Regions from separate parts of the Mus musculus genome. Here region 2 is linked to region 1. A link is a contact called in public promoter capture Hi-C data. All regions are on one chromosome and are shown on one strand. The core of a region is the stretch at or near the end of the contact, and the rest is flanking DNA. Distances in the headings are between cores, read along the strand shown. Region 1 holds the start of Slc22a17 (solute carrier family 22 (organic cation transporter), member 17). Region 2 holds the start of Nynrin (NYN domain and retroviral integrase containing).

Region 1 (7,198 bases), core at 4,614-7,113:
AGTGATTAACCTGGGGTGCTGTAGCTATTGCTTTCTCTTTCTGGACCTCCAAAGTGAGGCAGTTTCCACCATGCCAGATCTTAGCCAAAGGCCAGAAGGACATAATATAGTTAGTATCCCCCATCCTTAGGTATTTCCCAAGTAGCGCCCCTGTCTATCAGGTATTCCTGAGTGCTGGATCCTGTGCTAGGAAGGCTGCCTGTGCTGTCACAGTCAGAGGTAATGTTCATTGTGGTGCACAATACCGAATGCAGTATGCTGTGCTAAGCCAACTCAACATGTTCTCTCAATCAGTGTTTACAGTAGCTTTCTGAAATACAGGCTAGACCTGCACTATCTAATACACTTACCTCATGTGGCTTTTGGGCACTTGGAATGTGGCTGGTCTGAATTAAAATGAGATATATATCAAAAGCCTGGAGAGATGGATCAGTGGACAAAAGCGTTTGCTGCCAAGCGCAGTGAGGTGAATCTAACTGAGCGCTCTCATGGTGGAAGGGGAGAACAGACTTCCACATACATGCTATGGCATGTTTGCACCACGCGTACACATAGTCCCTCACACGCCTCACACTAGATGTCTGAAAATCAAAATACATACCAGGATTCTTTTTATTGGTATTTTCAGGTAGAATCTCACTAGGTAGCATTGGCTGACGTTGAACTCAAAGCAAGCCTCCTGTCTCATGCTCTCCAGTGCTGGAGTTCCAAGTGTGAGCAACCGACTATGCCCGGCTCAGATTTGATTTTGCAGAGTTGGTTTGATTACTCATGGATACTCTGGATTCTTAAACATTTAGATATAGATAATATTTTTCGGGTTTGTTTGGTTTGGTTTGGTTTTTGCATTTGTTGTTTTTTGTTTTTCAAGTCAGGGTTTCTCTGTGTAGCTCTGGCTGTCCTGGAACTCACTCTGTAGACCAGGCTGGCCACAAACTTATGAGATCCTCCTGCCTCTGCCTCCCGAGTACTGGGATTAAAGGTGTGCACCACCACTGCTTGGCTACATATTTTTACTTTTATATGTGGCTATTTAAAACCATGTAAAACATGGCTTGCATTGTGCTCATGTTGGACAGGATGGAACCATGCTCCCTGGTTTGCTTTGCTTACTGCAGTTTGTTCTCATGATGCTGGGCAGCAAGTCCAGGCCTTACACACACTTAGGCAAGTCTAAGATGAAAAGCCCTGTCCCCAGCACTAGACTACTCTGAGATAAGGAACCAAGGAAGTTCAGAGACTTCTCTGATGTTGACTGGGATTATTTGAATTCAGATCTTTCTGGAATCAGCTCTGGGCACTTTACTGCTGTCTCTGGGAGTATGTGTTCTTTGATGCTGAGAAAAGGGGAAAAAATGCAGGGATTGCATTCAATAAAGAAAAACAGAGGGAGTGAGGGGGCAGCAAGAGTGGAAGTGACATCGATCACATTGTCCTCTCTGACCCTCTTCTCCATCCACAGGAAGCTCTGTCCCCAGAGGAGCCACTGGTCCTGTCCACTGGAGACCTCCAACTTCTGCACTTCTACGCAGGGCAGTGCCAGAGCCATTACTCAGCTCTGCAAGCTGCCGTGGCAGCTCTCGTGGCCAGCACCCAGGCCAACCAGCCACCATGTCTCTTTGTGCCCCACGGCAAAAGAGTGGTGGTGGCTGCTCACCGCCTGGTGTTTGTTGGAGACACCCTAGGCCGGCTGGCAGCCTCTGCAGCTCTCAGAGCACAGGTGGGGGCTGCAGGCACAATGCTGGCCCAAACTCTGCGGGCCACTGTGCTTGCTGTCAAGGGGGCTGCCTTAGGCTACCCATCTGACACTGCAGTCCAAGAGATGGCGCGATGCGTGGCAGAGCTTGCAGGGCAGGCCCTACGCTTTACCACCCTACTCGATGGTCTGCTCCCCTGAGGGCCTGTTCGTCCAGCCTTCCCCTCCCCTGCCTACCAGAGCCCTGCACTCCGTGTTGAGGACGGCTAGAGGTTCATCTCTTTCGGTCATTTTAGCCACTCACCGAGGTCTCTCTTTCCCCATATCTACTGCCTTTTGTATGAGCCATTTTGTATAAATTATTTATATTTAATATTTCTTGCTTTGTCCAGGCAGGCATCAGGCCATCTGGGGTAGGGAGGGACTGGATTCTCCTCGTTATCCTGTGTGGAGGTCGCTGGACTGCCTTCTGCCTTGGGGAGTTTGGAACACAGAAAATCAGGTGGCTGAAACTTGGTGCCACACAGAGCCTCTGTCCTGTTTCTTGGCTGAAGATGACAATGTAATAGTCTGAGAAACACCAGAGAGCTTCTCCCCTCACAAGTCAGGAGAGCCGGCCACAGACAGGCATGGCATGCACCTCAATAAACGCTGCCGTATGGTTCCTGACTCTGCTTCTTGAAAGCTTGAGGGGACGAGGCCTGGCACCCTTCCCCATTCCTGTGAGACACATACTGTAATTTTGCTCCAAAGACCTATTCGATAGTCTTGTCTTCAGTTCCTGCGATGGGCCAAAGGAACCTAGTGAGTATACTCTTTCAGCAAAACCAGGATAGACAGCAAGTCAATTATTGTGAGTGCATCTTTTTAAAAAGCTAGCCAGGTGTCATGTTGCATACCTGACATTCTAGCACTTGGGAGGCAGAGGTGGGTGGATCTGGATCTGTGAGTTAGAGGCTAGCCTGGGCTACATTGTGAGACCCTATCTCAAATAAGTTGCTGGTGATGGGACTCAGTGGGTGACATGACGGGACTAGGGGAAGGGAGCAGCTGGAGAAGGAGTCTTGGTCAGGAAGGCTGGGAGATCATGCCATGGGACAAAAGAACCAAGAAGGGTCCGAGGCTAGTGTTTGCAGACTTCGTTGTCACACAATGTCATTAAATAACTGCAGATGTGGAGGATTTAACCACAACAGCCTCAAAGGTACCTCTTTCAAGAGCATCCCAACCAGAAAGCTAACCTTGGTCCATCGTTCCCCCTCTCAGGCCACCTGTAGCCAAGCAAAAGGCCGCTCGCTGCTGGCTGTTCAGGGACCCTTTCCCAGACTCCTGTCACTTTTAGAAGCTGAGAGTGCAGATGAATGCAACAGGTTAGAAGTCCTCGGGACATTGCTGAGATGACAGCCCGTGGCTTAAATGATGTTCAGTCTAGCCATTAACGGCAAGAAGGTAACCACCACTTTGGTTTTGTTTCCCCAAGACCCTGGCTTAATAGCACCAGGGAACGTCAAGTTTCAGTCGTAAACTTTGGATCTTGGCACCCCTATGCTTTTTGCCTCTTCAAGATTGAGCACCTAGCTGGGTGCTGGTGGCGCACGCCTTTAATCCCAGCACTCGGGAGGTAGAGGCAGGCGGATTTCTAAGTTCGAGGCCAGCCTGGTCTACAGGGTGAGTTTCAGGACAGCCAGGGCTACACAGAGAAATCCTGTCTTGGAAAAAAAAATAAGATTGAGCACCTTTCTAATCGTACCTGAAGGAAAACATTTTCAGATTCGGGGGCCAACAAATTCACCCCTAGACATTGAAGGGCATTCCTGTCTTCTGGATAAGCTTTCCAGAATGAACCCTTAACTTGGAGTCTTCAGTTCAGATAGTAGATGTGTCAGTTCTTCTCTGCATGTAAGACACTCCAGTCACTCTTGTCTTTAGCTTTAGCATGAGAGTGATCAGAATGGTCTTACAGGGCTTTTGAAAGCAAGAAAATGCTTAAACTAAAGAATTCGTAAGCTGGGCTACCACACATCTTCAATCCCAGCCCTTGGAAGCAGAGACAGGTGGATTTTTGTGCCTGGTCAACATAGTGAGACCATGTCTCATGAAGCAAAAAAGTTACGGAAATATTCCAGGATAAAGAGAAGGATGGAGACCAACTAGTTCCAGGGAGTTCAGGCTATAAGAGACAGTAATTCTGAAAGAGACAAAGAGACACGGGGGTAGGGTGGGGTGGGGTCGGGGGTTCTGAGGGCACTTGCATTAGAGAAGAACTGTATTTGGAAATTTTCTGAACAGAGGAAGTAACGGAGCAGTGAGTCTGGCTCGGACTTCCATGGCATTCATAGGAGAAATGAAAGATTCCTGAGGCTTGGTACTCCTTCCTCGGTTTACCTGGGGTTGAGGGTGAAATACCTACCAAGTACTACATTCCTAAGAGGAATACCCATGAAAGTACCTAGTTCTAATACCTATATATGTCTGGGTATCTAGTTGAAAATTATGGTTCAAGGGTCTGGATGAGGCCAAGATTCGTGCATTTTTTAGCAACCTCTCAAGTGGTACGGATGCGGTGGGGCCATCAGTCACACTTTGAATAGCAAGTTGGGCTCAGGAAAGATTTCTCTGAGGCAAAGATGCTTGAACTGACAGCCAAAGGTTGAAAGAACCTTACAGGAGAAGCCTTTGGCCTAGGAACCAGCTCCTGCAAAGGCCCTCGGATGCTGGGAAAATAAAGAGGGCCAGCCAGGTGGTCGGAGTGAAGAGTGTGGGGAGGGTGGAATGTGGCTACAGAGAGCATGTGACCAGGCATGTAGAGATCATGTGACCTGGCATGTCGGCCCAGGTGTGGCATTGTCTAGAGTATTTTTCTTGGAAAGAGAAGTTATTGAAGGCAGTTGAGCAAGAAAGAGACCAAATCAGACCTTCATTTGGAGTTCTGACAAGGTGGTTCACCATACAGGCCTGGAAATCACTCTTTTCTCCAGAACCCTTGAAAAGATGGAAGACAGGAACTGTCAAGTTAGCCTCTGACCTCCAACAAACACAGCATGGCCTGCATACCTACACACACGCATCATGTACTTGCACAGTAATACATTTTTAAAAAAATGAAACATCTGCATTATAAAAAAAAAAGATGGATCCATCTGCATCACAAGTAACATGGAGAGAAGCAGAGTGGCCTCTGCACACCAGTCAGTCCACCCTGAGTGAGAGGACTGTGGAGTAGCAGAGTAGGAAGAGTTTTATAAGGGTCTTGACATGAGATGAAGGCATTCCAAGGGCACACACCGAACATCGGACCTCACCATCGGTGGATGGTGAAGGCACCGTTGTTTCAAAGAGGGAAGCATTCGAAGATACCCAGATTAATGGAGAGGGTGTTGCATGATTGTTCTCTTGAGGCCTCTATGAGACATTCACGCTTATGTGGGCTCCCAAGAGGTTGCTTCACCGACTTGGGACTCTAAGAAGAGGTGGGAACAGGAAGCAGTTGTGTCTTGTCTGGGTCGACGGTGTCTAATACAAATAGTGCGGAGGTAAAGGCATGAGATGGTAAGGTACACATAACGCTGAACAGGAGAAGGAACATGTGACTGCCATGGAGAAAATGGACAGGAGAAAAAAGCCACAAGGTGAGACTTGGCAGTCAAGGGAGGAAGGTTAGAAGGTGGTCAGCAGTGCCAAACGTTGCTGGAAAATGGTGATCCAACCGAGTTCGGTGTGGGGAAACGCAGAGACTTGTTCCCCTGAAGAGAATGGAAGCTAAAGAGCAGAAGCAGGGTGCCAACGGATTCGTCCATCTGCATAAACCACACTCCCCTAGAAACCACCTCTAAGGGCATTTTGTCCATCCTTTAATCCTTCGCACACTGCCTGGGATACAGTAGGCACTTACTAAATTGTATCGATAAAATTAATGTGAAAGGGTGGAGAATGGAAGGATGAACGAGTGACAGGGAAGAACTGGAATAAGGAGGCATCTCAGGCGCTTGTCCCCGCTATATCCTTCACTTTTTTTTTTTAAACCGCAATGGCCTGCAGCTCCCAAGAAACAAACGATGGAGACCCCAGCCCATCCTTCAACGGGGGGCCTTGGCCCCCCTTTATCTCTGACGAACAGTCTGGACCCAGGTTCTGCTGACGTGGGAAGGGGAGGAGAGTCTGGAGGAAGGGGAGGGGAAAGCAGCGCAGAGACCGTAGAGACGGAGGAGGCGCCCGCGGCTGCAGAGCTGCAGAGCGGGGTCTCCCGGCCCTCTGCGTCCTAGCTCTCCGCACCTAGCCCAGCCAGACAGCAGCTCATTCTCTCGGCGCGGCCCATAGGGCCCCAGCGGTCGGCAAGCTGGCTCCCCGAGTAGCCACCGGGACCCCCGAGCCCAATGGCGGGGGCGGCAACAAAATCGACAGCGCCGTGGAGATCGCCCCCGGCTCCAATGGAGTAAGTGTCTGCGCCCCGGGGGGCCTCGGGCGACCTTTCCCCGCCCGTGCTGCGCGCCCGGCCTCCCACCCGCGGTCCCCGCGTGCCCGCGGCCTCCCCCGCCTCACCTTCTCTCCCCCACCCCTCGCCGCAGCAGGTCGGGAGCCTCGGAGATGCGGTCCCCCCCGAGCAGCTGCAGGGTGAGCGGGAGCGCCGGCGGGAGGGGGAGGGCGACGCGCTGGGCAGCAGCCTGTCGCTGGCCGCGCCCCCGGGACCCCTCAGCTTCGAGGCTCTGCTCGCCCAGGTGGGGGCCCTGGGTGGCGGCCAGCAGCTGCAGCTCGGCCTGTGCTGCCTGCCCGTGCTTTTCGTGGCGCTGGGCATGGCCTCAGACCCCATCTTCACGCTGGCGCCCCCGCTGCACTGCCACTACGGCGCCTTGCCCCCCAACGCTTCGGGCTGGGAGCAGCCCCCCAACTCCAGCGGCGTCAGTGTCGCCGGCGCGGCCCTAGCAGCCAGCGCCGCCAGCGGAGTCGTCACCAGTACGGACCCCTCGTGCAGTGGCTTCGCCCCACCAGACTTCAACCACTGCCTGAAGGACTGGGACTATAACGGACTGCCCGTGCTCACCACCAATGCCATCGGCCAGGTGAGGCGGCCGGGCGGGACCTGGAGTGGGAGCGGGCCAGGGCATCGAGGACCCTGCCTCATGCGACTGCACCACTCTCACGTCCCCAGTGGGATCTGGTGTGTGACCTGGGCTGGCAGGTGATCCTGGAGCAGATCCTCTTCATCTTGGGCTTTGCCTCCGGCTACCTGTTCCTCGGTTACCCCGCGGACAGGTGAGGATGTTGTGGGGGGTAGGGCAGATAGAAAAAAGAAGGGTTGCAGACAGAGCTAGGGTTTGAACAAACCCTGAGCTGCTGGGTTTGCAAGAGGACGCGGATGGTCCCGTTGTCTATCCTCGGCAGCCTCCTCTGGACTCCTGTGTAACTACTGTTTCCTCGCCCCATCAAGAAATACACATTCTATACCCACTTCCACACAAGGAAATGACCACACACTCGTGACCCAGTCACTATCAGAAGATCTGT
Region 2 (6,737 bases), core at 3,388-5,887, 940 kb before region 1:
TTTTTTTTTTTTGGTTTTTCGAGACAGGGTTTCTCTGTGTAGCCCCAGCTGTCCTGGAACTCACTCTGTAGACCAGGCTGGCCTCCAACTCAGAAATCCGCCTGCCTCTGCCTCCCAAGTGCTGGGATTAAAGGCGTATGCCACCACACTGGGCACAACCCGCCTCTTAACAGCCATCCCTCTTACTACCCTTATGATTCCAGTTAAATTGTAACATAGATCTTGGTAGGGACAGGCAGAGCATAGCAGCTCTACAGAGCAATCTTCAAAACAAACACACACACAAAAAAAAAGAAACTGAGAAAAGAGCTAAACAATGTCCTGGAGATAATCAAGAGGAGCCTAAGGATGTATTTGTCTGCTCTACCATCACTACTGAATACTGACAGCAACTGCCTGTATAGGATCCAACTCATTCATACTGCGTGTGGCTCGGGAAGCAAACCACTTCTTGCTTCAGCATTCCCTCTGCTGGGGCACTGTCTTTTTAACTCGATAAAACCACTGATGAGTGCTGGAGCAGGAAGGTTGTGAGCTAGACACCAGCCTAAGCTACATGCTAAGGTGATGCTAGCCTGGGCTACATCCACATAACTAGACACTATCAAAAGAAAAGAGAAGAAACAAGCGAGAGGAAAGGGAGAGAAAAGGAAACTACAAATGGATGAGCTCCACCAACCCAGGAAAGAGAATGGATTTAACAAAGAACAAGATAACAGATGCCAGGAGACCCGTAAACATAAACGGAAGCCGCAAGGTGACAGACAGCTCAAGGAGCCTAAAGCCAGGGCTGTCCACAAGAGACTACCTGCAGCTACATAGGCTGGCTGCTAGAGTTTGGAATGTCCTTCCAAATCCCATTTGTAGGGACCTGTCCTCTGATGGACCCTCTCGGTAGATGGTGGGACCTCAGGATGTGGGGTCTAGTGAAAGGAAGTGAGGTCACCAGGATGTGCTCCTAAGTGGATAATGAGATCCCTGCCCTGCCTTTCCTGTAGCCTCAGCTCCTCTGAAGGGAAGAGGCCTCCTCCGCTGCCGTCTGCACTCACTGTGACACTTGGTACCACTACAGGCTCAAGTGAAGCCTGCTTCTTTATAATGGTTTTCCTCAGGGAAAGGAATGCTGTGAGGAGCTAGGAGAAGGTTTAAGCATCGGCAATCTCTACATAGAAAGGCAAGCAATTTAGAAAGGAGTTTTAACCTTGGTTAAACCATAAAAGCAAAAAGAAAACAAAGGCCCCAGAGTATGTCCTACCTGGATGATGAGTGTAGAGGCATGATGGAGCAAACCCTAAAGATAGGTTTAGAGAACTGAGACCAAACATGTTGGAAAGGAAGAGGGAGTGTTGGTGTGAGGGAGCTAACCCCTCACGTGCAGTAACAGGAAAAAGAAATTACACATGTTCCAGGACAGCCAAGGTTACACAGAGAAACTCTGTCCCGAAAACAACAAATAAAAATTTAAATTAAAATAGTAATAATAATAATAATTTTAAATTTATATTTAAACAAAAAGAGATTAGGTTCTCAGTGACGACACAGATTTGTAGGCAAACATTTCCTAATCAGCTCACAGGGAAGGTGTACAACCCTGATTTAGAGCACTTGCCAACGTCTGCGGTGTAAATATTCTCACGGTGGCTGTAAATAGATAGCTCTCCAGTAGCTTGCAAAGTTCCTAAAATTCTAACAATGAGTTTGTGAGAGCCAAACCCAGCACACACCTGACCACAATCAATTTCCACGGCCCTGCTCACTGAGTGCCATTGACATGCCAACTTCCATCTCACAGCAGAGACTCCAGAAGCCACCTCCACTACCGCTGTCTTCAGATTCCCCATCACCTATATCCATCTTCTCCAAAAACAAGAGAAGTAACCAAGTTGCCTGTCCTGTCTGGTGACACTCAACCCATCCTCATAGTCCTTTATGCAGAATGGGGCAGAAGGGATGCCAGGTTCAATGTGGGGCTCACTGAGCCACTGTTCAACTCCCCTCTCCACTTGGTAATTTCGCCTCAGGGGAGCCAGTTTCCCCCGGATTTGTTTTCCTACCTGGGATGTGATACACAGCACCATTTCTGATATTTCCGAAATCCTGCCACTGCATAAGAACTTTAAAACACAAGTTTAACAGAGTTTTGTTTTTTGATTTTTTTTTGTTTTCAAAAAGCAAGCACAAATAATATAAAAACATACTGGATTCTACTTTAGGTGAGCCTGCATCTTTCCTGACCCTTCTTCCACAGAGACCAGAACAAACAACCTCACGGTTCTTCCTCCATCTCTCCCAAGAGATGTATGGAAGGCAACAACCAGAAGGCAAAACTCCAGGTCCCTAGAGCTACGATTGGAGTCGGCCACACTGCATCCTCCTGACAAGGCATCCTCATAATAGGAAAGGCTCACATAGCAGGTCATCAAAGCCCTTCAGCTTACAAGACATCAAGCTAGGGAGAAAGACTTGGTCCCTTATAAAGCTAGTTACTAACAGCAGCACCTAACTTCTGCCCCGTGTTGTTCTTTATGTTTTGCCAAAGTATTTGAGCAGGCATTCTTTCAGTTGGCCCTCACAATTCTTACATGAGAAGAGTGTTATTACATTGTTTCACAAATGAGGAAAAAAAGTTTCAAGATGGCTGAATTATTAGACCAGGGCCTCTTCAAACTATGCTTCTCTATTTGGGCTATGATATGGAAACGTGTCAAATCCAGACCTTATCCTCCCCACATTCCACTGTCCCTTGCCCTCACCCCCTCCCCCTCCTTTTCTTCCTTCTGTCCCCACCAAGAAAGGAAGTTACCCAGAATCCCTGCAAGCTGTTCCCACCTTCAACAATGCCTCTCTCTGGGGCAAAGAGGGACACAAGAGGAAACTGACAGAGCCCCTGGATCCACTTAGCAGGGCTTGGAGTGAGAAACTCAGGGGTAAAAAACTATAGCCCAAAGAGGCTGTGATGCTGACAAGCTTGAAGCTGACTTGAAGTTTAAACAAGAAACACAAAGTGGAGCATCTCAAGCAGTGCTCTTCAGGGGCCCAGGGGGAGTAAGTGGCTCAGTGGCAGAGGGCCTCTGTGGTATGCACAGGCCCTGGGTTCAGTCTCCATCTTTAGGGAGGCCCTGGTCAGCTGATTAGTTCTCCATGAAGGCTGAGCTGTGGTACTTTAACAGTAACGGAAAAAAATTAAGAACATAAAGAACCCAAAAGCCTCTTCTTAGCTTATCCTACACCAGCCTCTGAAACTAAGGGGCCCTGCACATCTGTTCTCTGGGCAGACACCTCTCCCCTCCCCCAGCACCTCTGTCAGAACTGGAAAAGTGCTGATGCAGCAGCTTAATGGGCGTGTTTAGGGAGAAATTTCCCAGCCTCCCCTTCCTTCTGCTGGCTGTGTTCCGGGCCTCCCCTACCTAGGCCCTGACCAACTGAGATGTGGGTAGAGCTTCAGCCAAAGGGTTAAAGACTAGCTTGTATCCGAGAGAAGGGAGTCCAGAGCATTCCTACTGGAGAAGATAAGGGAATCTGAGGGAGTAGGGGGCCCTTGGGTGTGACTGAACCAGAGGGAGGAGCCCAGGCAGAGAAGCCAAGATGAGCGTAAAAGGGACAAGCTGCAACCTGGCCTCTCCAATATCCAGCTCCATACAGCAGGCCCTTTCATCTCAACGTCCATGATTCCCTGGCATCCCAAGGCACTGCCTTCCAGAACAGATGCATCCTACTCTGCCGGCAGGGTCCTAGGTTCTACAACCTCCACCAACCTACTCCTTCCTGACTCTGATGACTGAGGCAGACCCTCACCCTCTCTCTCTCTCTCTCTCTCTCTCTCTCTCTCTGAGTCCTACTGCTTCGTCTATAAACTGCCAACGCCACTCTACAAGTGTCTCTAGGGCCCTCCTCTGGTCCCAGTACTCAGAGAAACCGCCCAGGATTTAAGCAGACAGAAAGAACGGAGGCCTTCCAGTGTCTTGGTGAGAACAAAGACATATGTTGCAGAGGCCACAAAAATGCAGGCCCTTAAACTGATCCCAAGATGGAAAATCTGGGCCTGTTTCTGACCAGAGAAGGCTGGTAGAAAGAGACTCTCAGCAGAGGTTCTCTCAGCACACTTAAAGGACAGAAGTGACATGTAAGAGAGGGGTGGGGCAGAAGGGAAAGAAGGAAGCAGAGGGACAGAGCAGGGGCCCCGCAGATCTGGAGGGAGGGAGGCCCAGACCCTGCAAGCCAAACAGCAGGACAAGCTCAACACCTCTGGGGACTCTTGACTGTTCAGGAGAGAGGGAGAGGATCTGACTAGGAGGGAAAGGAAAGAACAAAACGAAGCTGTTTACCTTGGCTTTGCCCGTATTTTCCCGGGGCCCCTCCAGCTGCAGCCAAAAGTAAGGGGTGTCAGGACGGCTCTGGAAAGCGGTCACCTTGACCCTGAAGATGCGCTGGACTTGCAGCCGCTGCCGGTGTACCCGGGGCTTCGATTTTGTCTGCACCATGAACCATTCCTGCGCTGGGGGTTTACCCCCCGACAAAAGCATGGCTGTCCCTCCGGCCCCTGGAAAGCGTGAGAAGTGTCACGGGTCCCAGCACCGAGGCCCCCAGCCACCTAGCCCTGCAGCCTAAGCCACGCCTCCCCTCCTTGAGGCGCGCCCCCCGCCACCGCCTCCCTGCTGTGGGTTCTGCGACCCACCCGCCAGCGCTCCGCGCCCGCCCTCCCAGCTCCGTCCCTTTCCGCCGCAGCACGGGAGACAAACCCTTCCTGCTAAGGGTTGTAGCTAGGGGTGGGACCGAGCGGATTCCCGCCGCCCTTCCTCCCCCTCAACCACCACCCCCTCCTCCCCTTCGACCTCGAAGCCAGGCCCCCTGGATAAACTCGCCTGAGCTGCTGGATGGCTTAAAGGGGCGCTGGAGACTGAGGGAGGGAAGGAGAGGAGGCTGGGCGGGAGGGAGAGGGCCAAACAGGGTCTTGGAAGCAACTGCCTTCCACCCAAGTTTTGTGTTCAGGGGTCAAAGTTCCTTCCTCGAAGGAAGGAAAAGGAAGGATTGAAGAGTTGATCTCTGAGACCCTGGTTTTAGATTCCAAGCAGTGTTCTACACACACACACACCACATACACACCACACGCGCACACACACCACATACACACCACACGCACACACACAAACACATCACACACACACACACACATGATCCTTGGTCGTCTGGACTTCCCTTGAAAACCCTTTACTACACCCATCTCTTTGTGGCAGGAAAGGGTTAAGGGAAAATGGGGTGGAGAGACCACAGAGGCTAGGGCCTGTAGAAACTATGGGCTGGAGACCAAGCAGGACGTAAAGGGTTACAGCTCTGACCCCCACCCCCACTCTAGTCTGGGGACCGCCTGGAACTGGCTCTAGGCCCAGGCCCTGCGGAAGCCCCCCAGGGCTGGAGGGGCAGGGGGTTAGCTGCCAGAGTTTTCAGGCTCGGGTTGTTTAGGAGAACCCCTTTTTTTAGCAAGTGTGAGTTAGAGTGTGAGGAGCCAGTGGGAGGTAGGGTCTCCAATCATCCTTATCCACAGCCATATGGTTGGCATCAGTGGTCCAAGACTAGCCCTGGGCTGGGGACACTCTCAAAACCCGAGCTGCCTTGGAGACATGCTCAGTACAAAGAACACTTTATGTGGTCTTGTAGCCTGAAGTAGCCTGGCACTGGGAAGGCACAGTCTGCAGCTGGGGCCTCGAGAGAACCTTACTTTCCAAACAAACCAAGAGTCACAGTCTGACAGACACAAGTATGACCTGACCCACGGGAACAAAGGACAGCTATTTTTTTTTTTAAACTGAGTCCTTTCCTAGGACATCGGTGTTACAGAGCCACCGATGTGTGTATGTATGCAGGCCAGTGGGGAGGTGCACGCTGTGCAGAAGGGGCCCAGGGGGAAAAGATTCAGGTTACTGCCAGACTAGACTGGATGGTCAAGCCCCACCTTTACAAGGTCTCATCCCTGGAATGGAATTCAGAGAAATAAAAGGTGGGTCTGTGGGGTTCTGGGTAACGAGTTCTTCAACCCTGCCCCTCCAGAAGGCTTTGAAGTCAGAGGCTGTCTGAGTGACCCCACTTCTCTCCACTTTCCCTGCCTTTAATTGTACTATCAAAAGGCAGGCTTGGCAGGGCACATCAGAAACTCCGGGTTTGCAGAAGGCTGAGCCCAGAGGCCCTGACTCAGAAGAGGATGGAAGGGTGTGCCTCAGTTTCCCTTCCAGGAGCAAGGGAGCCACACAGCCTCTCCCCACCCCTTCTGTTAGTGATGCTAAATTCTTTCTGCCAGGGCTAAAGATGTCAGGGAGAAGCCCCAGGTTTAATCCTATGTTCAAAGAGGCCATGCAGAGGGCAGAAAGAAGCCATGCATAAGACACTTCATAAACAGATCCTTTTAAAGCAACTTATTTAAACTTTTGTGCTTGGTTGCTTTAGCTCACAGACATGGGGGTAATAGTCCAAGGCCCAGGATGGACATCAGCTCTCACAGGTAAACTTACATAATTCAGGCAATGAATTACATACCAGCGTAGCTGTGTACAGTGTACTGCGACACTTGCTAACTGGTAGTCAGTCTCCTTTCCCAGATCTTGTCTTCCTCCCCATCTCAGCTCAAGCCAATGTGTCCTAGAGATTCTCTACCCTAGAAATTCTCTCCTCCTGGACTCAGCCCTTACCACCTGCTAACCCAACCACGTGGAGAAAGTGGATTTGGCCAAAAAGCTGGCTATCAC

The links. Promoter capture Hi-C pulls out the DNA fragments that hold promoters and counts their contacts.
Region 2: a contact with region 1 is called in a promoter capture Hi-C map of liver, with 2.2 times the contacts expected there. The contact joins the promoter of Nynrin here to the promoter of Slc22a17 in region 1. A contact is called at or near these places in 3 of 39 promoter capture datasets (cranial neural crest, liver and pre-B cells).

Annotation. Positions count from the first base shown.
Region 1 is chr14:54,911,797-54,918,994 of GRCm38.p6, reverse strand. It overlaps Slc22a17 (solute carrier family 22 (organic cation transporter), member 17), which reads left to right and starts at 5,863. Exons shown (of 10, transcript NM_001360406.1): 1 at 5,863-6,128; 2 at 6,262-6,753; 3 at 6,843-6,946. The coding sequence starts at 6,487. Efs (embryonal Fyn-associated substrate) reads left to right here. Exons shown (of 6, transcript NM_010112.4): 6 at 1,463-2,452. The coding sequence ends at 1,897.
Region 2 is chr14:55,852,015-55,858,751 of GRCm38.p6, reverse strand. Nynrin (NYN domain and retroviral integrase containing) reads right to left here and starts at 4,637. Exons shown (of 8, transcript NM_001040072.1): 1 at 4,326-4,637. The coding sequence starts at 4,523.